Regions from separate parts of the Mus musculus genome. Here regions 1 and 3 are each linked to region 2. A link is a contact called in public HiCAR-type and HiChIP or PLAC-seq data. All regions are on one chromosome and are shown on one strand. Each heading gives the region's core, a stretch centred on a gene start, on an enhancer-like site or on the middle of the called end of the contact. The rest is flanking DNA. Distances are from core to core; before and after follow the strand shown. Region 1 holds the start of Hoxa9 (homeobox A9). Region 2 holds the start of C530044C16Rik (RIKEN cDNA C530044C16 gene). Region 3 holds the start of Hotairm2 (Hoxa transcript antisense RNA, myeloid-specific 2).

What was found. HiCAR-type assays count read pairs that join an accessible place to other places. HiChIP or PLAC-seq counts read pairs in DNA pulled down with a chosen protein or histone mark.
Region 1: a contact with region 2 is called in an H3K4me3 HiChIP or PLAC-seq map of neural progenitor cells, with 15 times the contacts expected there. The contact joins the promoter of Hoxa9 here to the promoter of C530044C16Rik in region 2. A contact is called at or near these places in 2 of 39 promoter capture datasets (hippocampal neurons and liver), 2 of 115 datasets of contacts at active chromatin or transcription factors (neural progenitor cells and neural tube) and 1 of 9 other capture datasets (adipose tissue).
Region 3: a HiCAR-type map of astrocytes shows a contact between it and region 2, with 4 times the contacts expected there. The contact joins the promoter of Hotairm2 here to the promoter of C530044C16Rik in region 2. A contact is called at or near these places in 6 of 39 promoter capture datasets (the 3T3-L1 cell line, cranial neural crest, liver and 3 more) and 2 of 115 datasets of contacts at active chromatin or transcription factors (astrocytes and embryonic hindbrain).

What each region holds. Positions count from the first base shown.
Region 1 is chr6:52,225,024-52,228,989 of GRCm38.p6, reverse strand. Hoxa9 (homeobox A9) reads left to right here and starts at 1,620. Exons shown (of 2, transcript NM_010456.3): 1 at 1,620-3,462. The coding sequence starts at 2,886. It overlaps Gm52902 (a long non-coding RNA gene), which reads right to left and starts at 1,486. Exons shown (of 2, transcript XR_003956434.1): 1 at 1-1,486.
Region 2 is chr6:50,774,143-50,778,163 of GRCm38.p6, reverse strand. It overlaps C530044C16Rik (RIKEN cDNA C530044C16 gene), which reads right to left and starts at 2,049. Exons shown (of 5, transcript NR_045984.1): 1 at 2,015-2,049; 2 at 1,761-1,895.
Region 3 is chr6:52,155,171-52,158,932 of GRCm38.p6, reverse strand. It overlaps Hotairm2 (Hoxa transcript antisense RNA, myeloid-specific 2), which reads right to left and starts at 2,031. Exons shown (of 3, transcript NR_146400.1): 1 at 1,951-2,031; 2 at 955-1,043; 3 at 404-643. It overlaps Hoxa1 (homeobox A1), which reads left to right and starts at 616. Exons shown (of 2, transcript NM_010449.4): 1 at 616-1,366; 2 at 1,844-3,566. The coding sequence starts at 712. The coding sequence ends at 2,199. Hotairm1 (Hoxa transcript antisense RNA, myeloid-specific 1) reads right to left here and starts at 409. Exons shown (of 2, transcript NR_131181.1): 1 at 247-409.

The DNA.
Region 1 (3,966 bases), core at 371-2,870, 1.5 Mb before region 2:
TTGACTGCTCGCTGGCTTGCTAGCCATTTTAGATTCAGAAAATGTCCTGCCTTGTGCAACTGAGGGTTTGAGAAGGGAGACCTTCCCAGGTCCAATATATTTTAAATGAGTGAAAACAATCCCAAATTCAAGATCAGGGAGGGCACAAACTGGGGCACTGGTACTAAATTGTAATCTAAGAAAACCAGCCTAACGACTCTTAATACAGAAACCTGAAACAAACCACCCTCTCCCCACCCCCAACAACACAGGCACTGCCTGAGACCACAGAACTCTGTTTCCCTTCCCGGCTCAGGCTGATGCCCGGGAATTGTTTTCGTTGCTCAGCCAACAACCTGTTATCTGAGTGACCAGTACTCCAGGCTCCCTCCAACTCTTCTCTGCCATTTTCTGCATCCGGGTACTGGGCTTATTTCAAAGACCAACGTTTTTGGAAGATTCTCAGTTGAGCATGAGGTGTTGTGTGGTTGCATCCATTTATTATTTCTAGATGTGTATACAACTCATCCAAAAGAAAGCAGAAATAAAAACCTGTATACTTTAGGATCATGTTTCTAGACTCACAAGGACAATATCTCCTTTTATGAATTTTCCCCCTTTTGGGCCACATGTAAACAGCTGCTTAATACTCAGTACCTAATTCTTTGTAATTTTTCTGTTTTGAGACTAAAGTTTTAAAAGTATTTTAAATTAATAAATATTAATGATATTAATGATGATGGTGATGATACATATCTTCTCTGAATACAAAAAATGAAAAAGTCAGCCAGGAATACTCTACCATTTACTATTACAATTAAGAGCAGAGTTATACTCCTGGGTTATTGCTTTAATGAAAACCTGAACCTCAGAGGACTACCGGATATTTAGAACACCTTGGGTTGTGTTGGGGGTGTGTGTGTCTTGGAGGAATTTGCAGGGAAAGGAAAAATATTAGGGGGAGGGGACTGAGGCAGTCAGGACAGGCCACATCCAGTTCCTGGCGCTGACCACTTTCTTCTTCCTGCCGACAAGCGAGGGGGTGTGGATCCCGGGAGCTTCCCAGCCCCTCTCTGGTGGAGAGCCTAATATTTGGGGGAATCTGTCAGAGCGTTGGAAAGTGTCTCCTTGAACTATTTCTGAGGAAGAAAGCAAAAACAAAGATGGAAATGTCTCGGGTCAGCATTTTTGTGGATAGTGAAGTAATGAGAAACATACTCTTGGAAGGCACAAAATTCACACGTGAATTTAATTACACAGTTTCTAAGAGCTGTTGCTTTGTGTTCCAGATTGGGATGGGGCCACCGCCCCTCCCATTAACAACAGTGGCTGTGGCCTTCTCACTTTTTTTCTCTTATTCCCAAAGATTCTAAGGGGTGAAAAATAACATCCTCCATTTGACCAAAGGATGAGATTAAAGTCAATGTCCAGTGTTCCTCCCGGGTTAATTTGTAGCACTGGACTTGAGCTGTAGTTTGACTATGGGATCTCTGTTGTTCTGTTTCAAGGATAACCAAGGCAGGGGCGCTGGAGATGGGGGCGGGGGGGAAAGAGAGGAAGGGAGGGAGGGGAGTAACAAAAGAAGGAAAAGGGGAATGGGAAGGAAGGGGAAAAAAAGTGGGGTGATAGAGGAATAGGAGGAAAAAACAGAAGAGGGAAGGATACCAGAGCGGTTCATACAGGGCCCAGAAACTAGGCGAGGTGACCCCTCAGCAAGACAAACACCTCTTGATGTTGACTGGCGATTTTCCCCATCTCCAGTCTGGGGAGCGGGACTAGGCATACAGATGATGGAGCTTAGAACCCGCTGGCTAGGGAATAAAATTCGCTGGGCAGTTTGTGCTCAAAGAAGTGGGCCAGGGCGCTTGTGACACAATCAGGGCGTTTGTGACACAAACCCTTGAGGGTTGGCAGTTCTCTCCTTGGCGGTTGCTCTGGTTGCTCTGTGGGGCCTTCCCTGTGGAGCAAGGGTGATCTGGCCGATGTGCAAGCGCCTGGCTGGCTTTCCAGTCTGACTAGGGTCGGTAGCCCATTTTAGGTGGTTGTATCATCGACGGTGCGTCGCGACAGGGGCGGTGGTCACTCTGTTTGAGGTGGAGAGAGCCTTGTATTTGACTTTTCTAGGCCGGCCCTGGGGGCGCGCGCGGGCGGGGGGCTCACATCTCTGAGGACTGCAAGGATTATTTACAGGGTATTCACCAACCAAACACAACAGTCTAATTTAACCTTTCCAAGTCCTCATAAATTTTTACAGGGAGCCACAGCGAGGCAAACGAATCTGTTGGTCGCTCCTGACTTTCCACCAGCCTGTGTGGCTTCCGAAACAATAACTCCTTATGAAATATCATAAATATAGATTTAAATACAGTAGAGTGAGAATGCGATTTGGCTGCTTTTTTATGGCTTCAATTATTGTCTAATTTTATGTGAGGGGCTCTGCTGGCCGTGCTCACACGCGGGACCCGCGCCTTCCTGATGGCGTGATTAATTGTGATATAAAATAGTCCGCTTAAGAAGTGTGTGTGTCTGGTATGTGTGTGTGTTGGGGGGGTGGCAAGGGAGAGTACAGAGGCAAGGCCAGATTTGATCTTTTAATCTTCGTTGGCCACAATTAAAACAAACCAGATCGTGGAGCTGCGCGATCCCTTTGCATAAAAACATATGGCTTTTGCTATAAAAATTATGACTGCAAAACACCGGGCCATTAATAGCGTGCGGAGTGATTTACGCGTTATTGTTCTGCCGGGCGGACACGTGACGCGCGTGGCCAATGGGGGCGCGGGCGCCGGCAACTTATTAGGTGACTGTACTTCACCCCCCCCTGGTGCCACCAAGTTGTTACATGAAATCTGCAGTTTCATAATTTCGGCGGGTCGGGCTGGGCCGGCCAGGCGCGGGCTACTGCAATGGCCACCACCGGGGCCCTGGGCAACTACTATGTGGACTCCTTCCTGCTGGGCGCCGACGCTGCTGATGAGCTGGGTGCGGGACGCTACGCTCCAGGGACCCTGGGTCAACCCCCAAGGCAGGCGGCAGCTCTGGCCGAACACCCCGACTTCAGTCCTTGCAGCTTCCAGTCCAAGGCGGCGGTGTTTGGTGCCTCGTGGAACCCAGTGCACGCGGCGGGCGCCAATGCGGTGCCTGCTGCAGTGTATCATCACCACCACCACCCCTACGTGCATCCCCAGGCGCCCGTGGCGGCGGCGGCGCCGGACGGCAGGTATATGCGCTCCTGGCTGGAACCCACGCCCGGTGCGCTCTCCTTCGCGGGCTTACCCTCCAGCCGGCCTTATGGCATTAAACCTGAACCGCTCTCGGCCAGAAGGGGTGACTGTCCCACGCTTGACACTCACACTTTGTCCCTGACTGACTATGCTTGTGGTTCTCCTCCAGTTGATAGAGAAAAACAACCCAGCGAAGGCGCCTTCTCCGAAAACAATGCCGAGAATGAGAGCGGCGGAGACAAGCCCCCCATCGATCCCAGTAAGTGTCTCCTTCCTGCAAACCGGCCGCTGCCTCCACGCAGGCCACCAGGATCTACCAGCGCGTCAGCTTTCTCTGGAGCCTGCCTTCGTCCTCGATGGGTGCCTCTGGATCTAGGGTCCGAGAACCAGAAGTTGGTGTTTGGAACACCTCTGATAGGGGCCCCAAGTCCAGAGAACTGTGTGGAGCACCCGGGCCGGCTAGGGGAAAGGGAGGAGGCTGCTGCAGTGAGGGGGCGGGGCGGGCGGGCGAGTAGAGCGGAGACCCGCCGCCCCTCTCCTAAGCTGCCCTGGCCTAGGACAGACAGACTTTGGGCGGTTCTTCGAAAGCAGCGCAGAGAAGTCTTTTGTGCAGCTAGATTGTTCACAAACTGTGGCAGCAACGTCAGTCGGGCAATCTGACCCGGGAAGTTTGGGGAGACCTCAGATTCCCTCCATTTCTTGCTTTTGGAAGGTGGCGGCGGAAATCCTGCCCAAGATGAGGATGCGGGCTTTGGGTCCCTTT
Region 2 (4,021 bases), core at 800-3,299:
GAAACACAGACTCCATAGACCGGACTAAGGAACAAAAGCCAACTCTTGTGTTTTAGGACATGTCGTGTGAATATTCACATCCCACACCCAACAGCAGCTTGCCTAATTGTGTTTTCTCAAAGCAAATGCCAACATTGGTTTTATCCCCTGAGCACACACCAGCTGCTCAGTAGAAGGAAGCCAGTTCAGCATTAAAAATTGACCGCAAATAGTTAGAGGGCATACGAGCCACAAGCCACAGGCAGATAACATGGTGGGATATAGCATTATTTATAACCAGGGGTCAATTGTCCCAACCTACCCTGCAGCCTGGCTCCCATCTCTGCTGAGGCTGTGGTCCTGTTACAAGTCTTAATTGGCCCCCTTTTATGAATGTATTAGTAGGAGCATAAACAAGGTCATATGGAATCTAGAGGACATTAATGAGACCTGTGTAAATTTACATCACTCAGAATGCAGTTGTTAGATCATTTTCAAGTGAGTAAAACCCAAAATTTGCTTTTTGCTTTGCAATTCATCTTCTCACCAGCAACTGCCCACTGTAAAGGCTCTCTGAGGCCCATAAAGGGACGGGACCTCAACGTGTGTTTCATGGAATAACTGAATCCTATTAAACTGAGGTTTATTTTCACCTTAGAAGCTCTGATGAATAAAACGGAAGATGGAGCCATTTTCATCCAGTAAAACAAACCTTTACTGGAGAGGGGAGAAAAAGGAGAAAGAAACTAAAATGTCAGTTGCTGATGCGTCATTCACCCGCTGCTCAGTAAATAAACATAACATCTATTAGTTGTCATGGAAACACTTGGCCTGACTCTGAGCCTCAAAGCTCCACAATAAAGAAACCCTGATATTTGAAGCTCGACACAAACAACTCCTTTGGCATTTCTCATGAGCTCACCAGCGAGCATTTTCCTCCGTTGCCTTCCTTCCTGGGACATGAATGCATTTGTTTCGGAGAAAAGAGACAAGTATCTTAGAAACCCATCAAAAACATTTGAATGCAGTACCTTGGCCATCTCTGCTCTCGCCGCTCCTCCCCCCACCTCTCTCTTAACCTCTCTGCCTGAGAAGAATTTAAATGGCTTGTTTAGTCACTGCACATTGTGCTTCCTGTGCTCTGTGCTGCATGAAAGGGATTGATTGAAACATTTATAGTAACCGCGTGGGCAGGAGGAACCAGGTTTTCTGCTCAGCATGGAACACTGTTAGATACATAATAAGCAGCCACAATACAGGCGGTAGAGGAGTATCCCGCCATTGTCTCCTCTTCAGGAAAGAATTTTTCGTTAGTATAGACTTGATGTGCATTCCCAACACTCAGTAAGAGAGTGGCAGCTCAGATGTGTGAACACAGATAAAGGATGCTTAAGCCTCCATCCCCGCCCCCCGCCCCCAAGGTAACTAACTGGTCGCAGAAATACTGCTCAAAAAAGTCAGATGATGTTCCTATAGAGTGTTTTTTTCTTAATTCGTGGAATCTCTAGCACGTCACAAAGCAGGAATGGATGAGTTTAAAGGTTTCAGCTGAGCATCACTGAAGTGTCAGGGTCCCCATTGTTAATAATCAACTGGGAACAAGCCCCACCTCACATCTGAAAGCAAGTGCCACATCTGAAAGCAAATGCTCGAATATTCAGCATTTCTAAAGCCCAGGAGAGTTGACAAGCTGGGCATAAATCAGAGTGATTTAAATTCCCGATTCCCTGGCTTTGTTCTAAGGATGCCCCACACACATTTATCCCTAACATCACACTGACCTGGACCAGAGCTGAGGGCCTGAGTGGATTGCAGCAGCTACAGCCCCAAGTATCAGACAGGAATGGCGGTGTCTGCCTCCCTCCAGGCCTCAGAACAACTCCTTCTGAACACTTTGCGACGTTCCATTAAGTCTTCTGAAATGGGCGGAGGGCAGATTTTATTTATCCCGATATTCTAATGGGCCCTTTTCATCTTTGCATGTAACTATCTCTGGATCTTTTCAGCCCTCATTAATTCATCTCTGGATACTCACAATGCTTTCAGCAGCCCCACGATAAGGAACTAATTGAAGAAGGGACACCGAATGGCTTCTGAATGGATAGGGGTTGGTCTCAGCATCTCAAAATGAACTCAGATGGCCCTTGCATCAGAAAGCCAGAGTCACAGGACCCACTGGGCTTCAGCCATCCTGAACCAGAAATCCCTGGGAGATGGTTCCCAGTAGGGAATCTAGGGAAAACCTTCTTAGTGACTGAAAGGAGAGCCCAGGAATCCGCACTGTGTAGTCACAGGGCCAGGCACATGTAGAGACTACTTAACATTCGCAGCGCTGATTTGAATGTGCCATTTGTTATGTGTGTCTCCAGAGAAAAATAACTGTTCACGTTGTCATTTCCCTATGTTTTATAAGTTACATCTCAGTCAGATTTGTCCCTTGCTTGGCAGTGTTCTCCCTTCCAGGAGCTGGTTTGAAGAGCAGCCTGCCTTGCCTCTTGAGAGCTCTATGGAGGGTGCCAGGATGTCATGATGTCACATCATCAGCAGGAGCTGAGGATCGGGACTCAGATCTCCCCTCCCACACGGCCTTGACTTCATCTCCTTCTACACCGATGAGCTTCCTCATAGCTGGAGTTTTGGACACAAATTATTTGTCACATAGGTTCAACCTCCTGGATTCTCTAATGCTGCTGCATCACGGACAGAGGAAGGGAAAGAATTGGTGCATGCTTTTTGGATGGTTCCGAAACCTTTACAGTGGGGCTAGTGAGATGGCTCAGCAGTTAAAAGCACTGGCTGCTCTTCTAGAGGTCATGAGTTCAATTCCCAGCAACCAGCAACCACATGGTGGCTCACAACCATCTATAGGGGAATCTGATGCCCTCTTCAGGCAGGCAGATATGTATGCTATAGAGCACTCATACATTAAATAAATAAAATTAATGAGAGAGAGAGAGAGAGAGAGAGAGAGAGAGAGAGAGAGAGAGAGCGAGCGAGCTAGCTCCAGGGATTGGCTATAAATTCTCTGGGGCCATCCAGGTATGCAAACACTCCTGTCACCTCTCCATGCAAGAAAAGAGTTTCTTTTCTCTAGAAGTTTCCCTAGCAAATTAAGGAAAAGCAGAGTCAATTTCCATCAGAGCATGAAAGCATGGGAAACCTTTAAGCCATGGTACCATCAGCTAACCTTACCTCACTTCTGAGTGCGGCTTGCTTGGCACTGGCCTGGAACCAATCTAGAACCTTGTCATACGCTCCTGTCTGGATTGGTTGCCTAACATATACTCCATCTCTCAGCAAGGAGTCAAGTTGAATTTGTCCCACTTCCAGGTCTGGCTGGAATGTCAGCCTTCCCTAACATCCTTCCAGAACCCTTGCTGGAGAGGTCTGCGAATTCAGAGGGACTTTGGAGACAGGAGGTCTGACTTAATTTTTTCAGTTGTCACTGACAGGCTTAGGTGACCTTGCACAAGCTAGTTACTGTCCCTGAGCCTCAATGTCTTCTTACTGAACGGAGGTGACCATGTCAATTTCATGAACTGTGACAAGATAAAGACATGAAACACATAGAACAGCCTCCTCTTCGAGTCAGGGGAATACAAAAATCTCTCTACCTCCCGCCCCCCCCTCCCCAGCTCCACCCCAGCCAGCCATGTTTCCGGCCCCTCAGCACAGATTTGTTTCCTGACTCTGCATGGAGTGGCCTGACCCAGTCACCAAGTTTAGCATGAAGAAAGTGCTCAGGATGGCTGGAAGAAAACCTAGTAGTTAGGACACAGAGGCTGTAAGTCAAAATGAGATGAAATGGCTCAAAGTAGAGATTGAAAGAAAAAAAAAAAAACAACCACCAGAATATTAATGCGGAGTCTGAAGCTCTTGACACAAGTAGAACTGGATGAATAGAGGTGCAATCATGACAGGGAAGGAAGAAGCCAAGAGACCTGGACTTACCTTGTCATGTCCTGGTTTTCAAAACATCGGGAAGCCATTTTACTCATAAGTATCTCTCTCTCTATCTCTCTCTCTCTCTCTCTCTCTCTCT
Region 3 (3,762 bases), core at 782-3,281, 1.4 Mb before region 2:
TCTACATTCCGAGGCTGGCGAGCCAGTGACGCAACCTCGCCCTAGGCGCCGGGATTCCGGGCTCAGGTCTCTTGCAGGGGTTGGGTAGTGGCGGCCGCCCCGAGCTGAGGGCGTGGTGTCTGTTGGATTCCCACCCTTCCCACCCCGCGTGCTCCCAGCTCCGCCAGGGTCCTTGCGACCACGCAGAGATTTTCGGCCCACAAGATGCCCGCCACAAGAGAGCCAGGAGGCCTCATCCCCTCTCACCTCTTGCCAGTTCAGCTTTCTGGGCTGGGTGGGGAAGGGGCCGCGGAGGGGGCCTCCCATCCCCCCACATCTGGTGGCGGAGGCGCGCAAAGCCGGGCGCGCGCAGAAGGCAGTCTCGACTCCCTTTGGTCCCAGTGCTCCAAGTCAGCTCCGGGAGCGGCCGCTGCTACCGCCGCGGCCCGGGCTGCCTGGGGGGGCGAGCGCGCGTCACCTACACTGAGGAGCGCCGGGGATTTAAATGCCACTGAAACGGTGATCCATCACGGCCGCAGCCGGTAAACTTTCGCAGGCGGCTCAGCCATTGGCTGGTAGAGTCACGTGTCCTCCCCTCGAGCCCTCCGCCTGCCCGCCCCGCCTCTTGCGCACTGTACATTCATATCATTTTTCTTCTCTGGTCCTATGGAGGAAGTGAGAAAGTTGGCACGGTCACCCAGGGCTTCGCAGGATCCAATCACTCAGTGACAGATGGACAATGCAAGAATGAACTCCTTTCTGGAATACCCCATCCTTGGCAGTGGCGACTCTGGGACCTGCTCGGCGCGAGCTTACCCCTCTGACCATGGGATTACAACTTTCCAATCCTGCGCGGTCAGTGCCAACAGCTGCGGCGGCGACGACCGCTTCCTAGTGGGCAGGGGGGTGCAGATCAGCTCGCCCCACCACCACCACCACCACCACCACCATCACCACCCCCAGACGGCTACTTACCAGACTTCTGGAAACCTTGGGATTTCTTATTCCCACTCGAGTTGTGGTCCAAGCTATGGCGCGCAGAACTTCAGTGCGCCTTATGGCCCCTATGGATTAAATCAGGAAGCAGACGTAAGTGGTGGGTACCCCCCGTGCGCTCCCGCTGTTTACTCTGGAAACCTCTCGACTCCCATGGTCCAGCATCACCACCACCACCAGGGTTATGCTGGGGGCACAGTGGGCTCGCCCCAGTACATTCACCACTCATATGGACAAGAGCAGCAGACTCTGGCCCTGGCCACGTATAATAACTCCTTATCCCCTCTCCACGCCAGCCACCAAGAAGCCTGTCGTTCCCCTGCTTCAGAGACGTCTTCTCCAGCGCAGACCTTTGACTGGATGAAAGTTAAAAGAAACCCTCCCAAAACAGGTAAGTCCTGCCGGCTGACAGACAAATGCTGTTCGATTTTTGAAAGGGGCTGGCACACCTAGTTTCCTAGGAAAATGAATGATTTTTAAAAGATTGGTTCTTGTTTATGTCTAATGTCATCTAGAGTTGTAGTGAGTGGTGTAGGGTGCCCAGGTGTGCAGAGGCAAAAGCGTTTCACAGGGGCTGAGGTTTAAATGGTCTATAGTTAGATAGTGTGCGGGGAGTGGGAGGTGGTGATGGTGGTGATGGTGGTGATGGTGATGTCCTGTTAATATCTACAAGGCTCCATTAATCACGAGCCTGATCACACTAATGGTTGACTTCAGGTTAACACTGCTTACACATCGTCACTGGCGCTTCCCGATAGGGTTTGTGCTCGCTGAGTAGTTAACCGAATATTGCCTCAAGCTTGGGGCAATCTGGATAAAGGTTTAAGATTTTTTTTTTAATCTTTTCTCTCTTCCTCCCCTACCCTAGGGAAAGTTGGAGAGTACGGCTACGTGGGTCAACCCAACGCAGTGCGCACCAATTTCACCACCAAGCAGCTCACAGAGCTGGAGAAGGAGTTCCACTTCAACAAGTACCTTACACGAGCGCGCAGGGTGGAGATTGCCGCGTCCCTACAGCTCAATGAGACCCAGGTGAAGATCTGGTTCCAGAATCGCCGCATGAAGCAGAAGAAGCGTGAGAAGGAGGGGCTCCTGCCCATCTCCCCTGCCACTCCTCCTGGCAGCGATGAGAAAACGGAAGAATCATCTGAGAAATCTAGCCCCTCGCCCAGTGCCCCTTCTCCGGCATCGTCTACCTCAGACACTCTGACTACCTCCCACTGAGGCTACTCCAGCCCAACTCTGCAGCCCAGGCTTCTCCCTGGGCTGGGATTTCTTACCCAAAGCACATTCTTAGCTTATCTTCCTTTCTTTACAGACTCTCTCTTCCTTTCTCGTCCCATCTGGGGAGCTCCTGGCCAAGATAAGGTATTTCCAGAGAATTCTGGAGCCTTGGTTGGAAGTTAACTCCTTCATCCACATCGGGTGTCCACATCAATTGCTGATGGCTCCCAACATCCTTTCCTTCACTGTTGTGAGATTTTTTTCTCCCCACAACCTATGATTCCTTTTAGATGTCGGCTGGAGAACAGTTAGTTCCCTTTGCCATCAGACATTTGCAGGAAGGAGGCATCTCTCCTTTTATCTATGTATTGTTCTTCTCCACCTAGCCCTTAAGTAGGACATAGAGGAGAGAGAGTGTCCAAAGACTCATGAAGAAGAGATGCACTGTGTTTACACAATTAATTCACCCCCTAACTTAGCTGGTTTCATGTGTGTGAGTTTGCTGGTTGTAAATGCTTTCCCGTCAGAGATTTATCTTTATACACATTTTATAGAAATATGTAGGTCACTAAATCAAACAGGGTGGACAAATTCTCAAAACTGGTACAGTTCATGTGTGATTATGGGCGAAAGAAGAAAACCTCTTTCATTCAAACAGAGTCAGATGCCTCAGAAGTTGGCCTCAATTGGTTCTTTCAGAGTTAAGAAGGCCTGCCAAGCACTTTGCCTGTGCCAGGTCTTCCCAAACTCTAACCAATTCTTCCTGCTTCTCTGGCCACCCTGCATTTAAAAATCATGCTGGATCATTTGTAACCCAAAGGTATTCATTCTTTCAGTCACCCTTTCCTTCCACACTGTCTTGTATCATGGCTGGATCCAGTGTATTTCCAGCTAATTGTTAATGTGATGGATGGCACAATGAATGTATATTTTGTGTGATTCGTGACTAGTCTTCTGCATGTCGCACAATGTTCTGATGTCCCTGAAATATCACACTGAGTTCTATCAGTTATTCTTTGTGAGCCTATGATAGTCTCCATTTACTGTACAATCATGAACAGCTCTGAGATCCTGGAGTGATGTGGTCCAGAGCAGAGTTTACGGGTCTTAAGATGTCTGTAATAAAAGTATTCAAGTTTTAGGTATGCCTAAGCATCTTGTGTATTTGGCTGGACTACAGTGGTTGCTTACTACTAAGTTGGCCCATTTCACATGGGGAAGGGAGGGTGGTGTTTATTTTCAAAGAAGTAGGCTTTCCTCTGTCATGAAGCTTGCAGCTTTCCCTGGAAGAACATTTTCATCCAACCTATGTCTATTTAATGCACCGAACTTTTTACAATAACAACAGCTCTTTTTTTATTATAATCAGAGTTCAAACTGGAAAAAAAACAGTAAAGAAATATATGACAGAGATCTCTATTTGCAACAAACATGGATACTTCCTGGGTCAAGTGCTAACCTTTTCACCTCCAACTGAATGTTGACATAAACATAAACCCAGCCCCTTCAAAAGCTGAAAACTGTCTTCAGTCACTCTTTCCTCACATTCTTGAACCCAGAGCA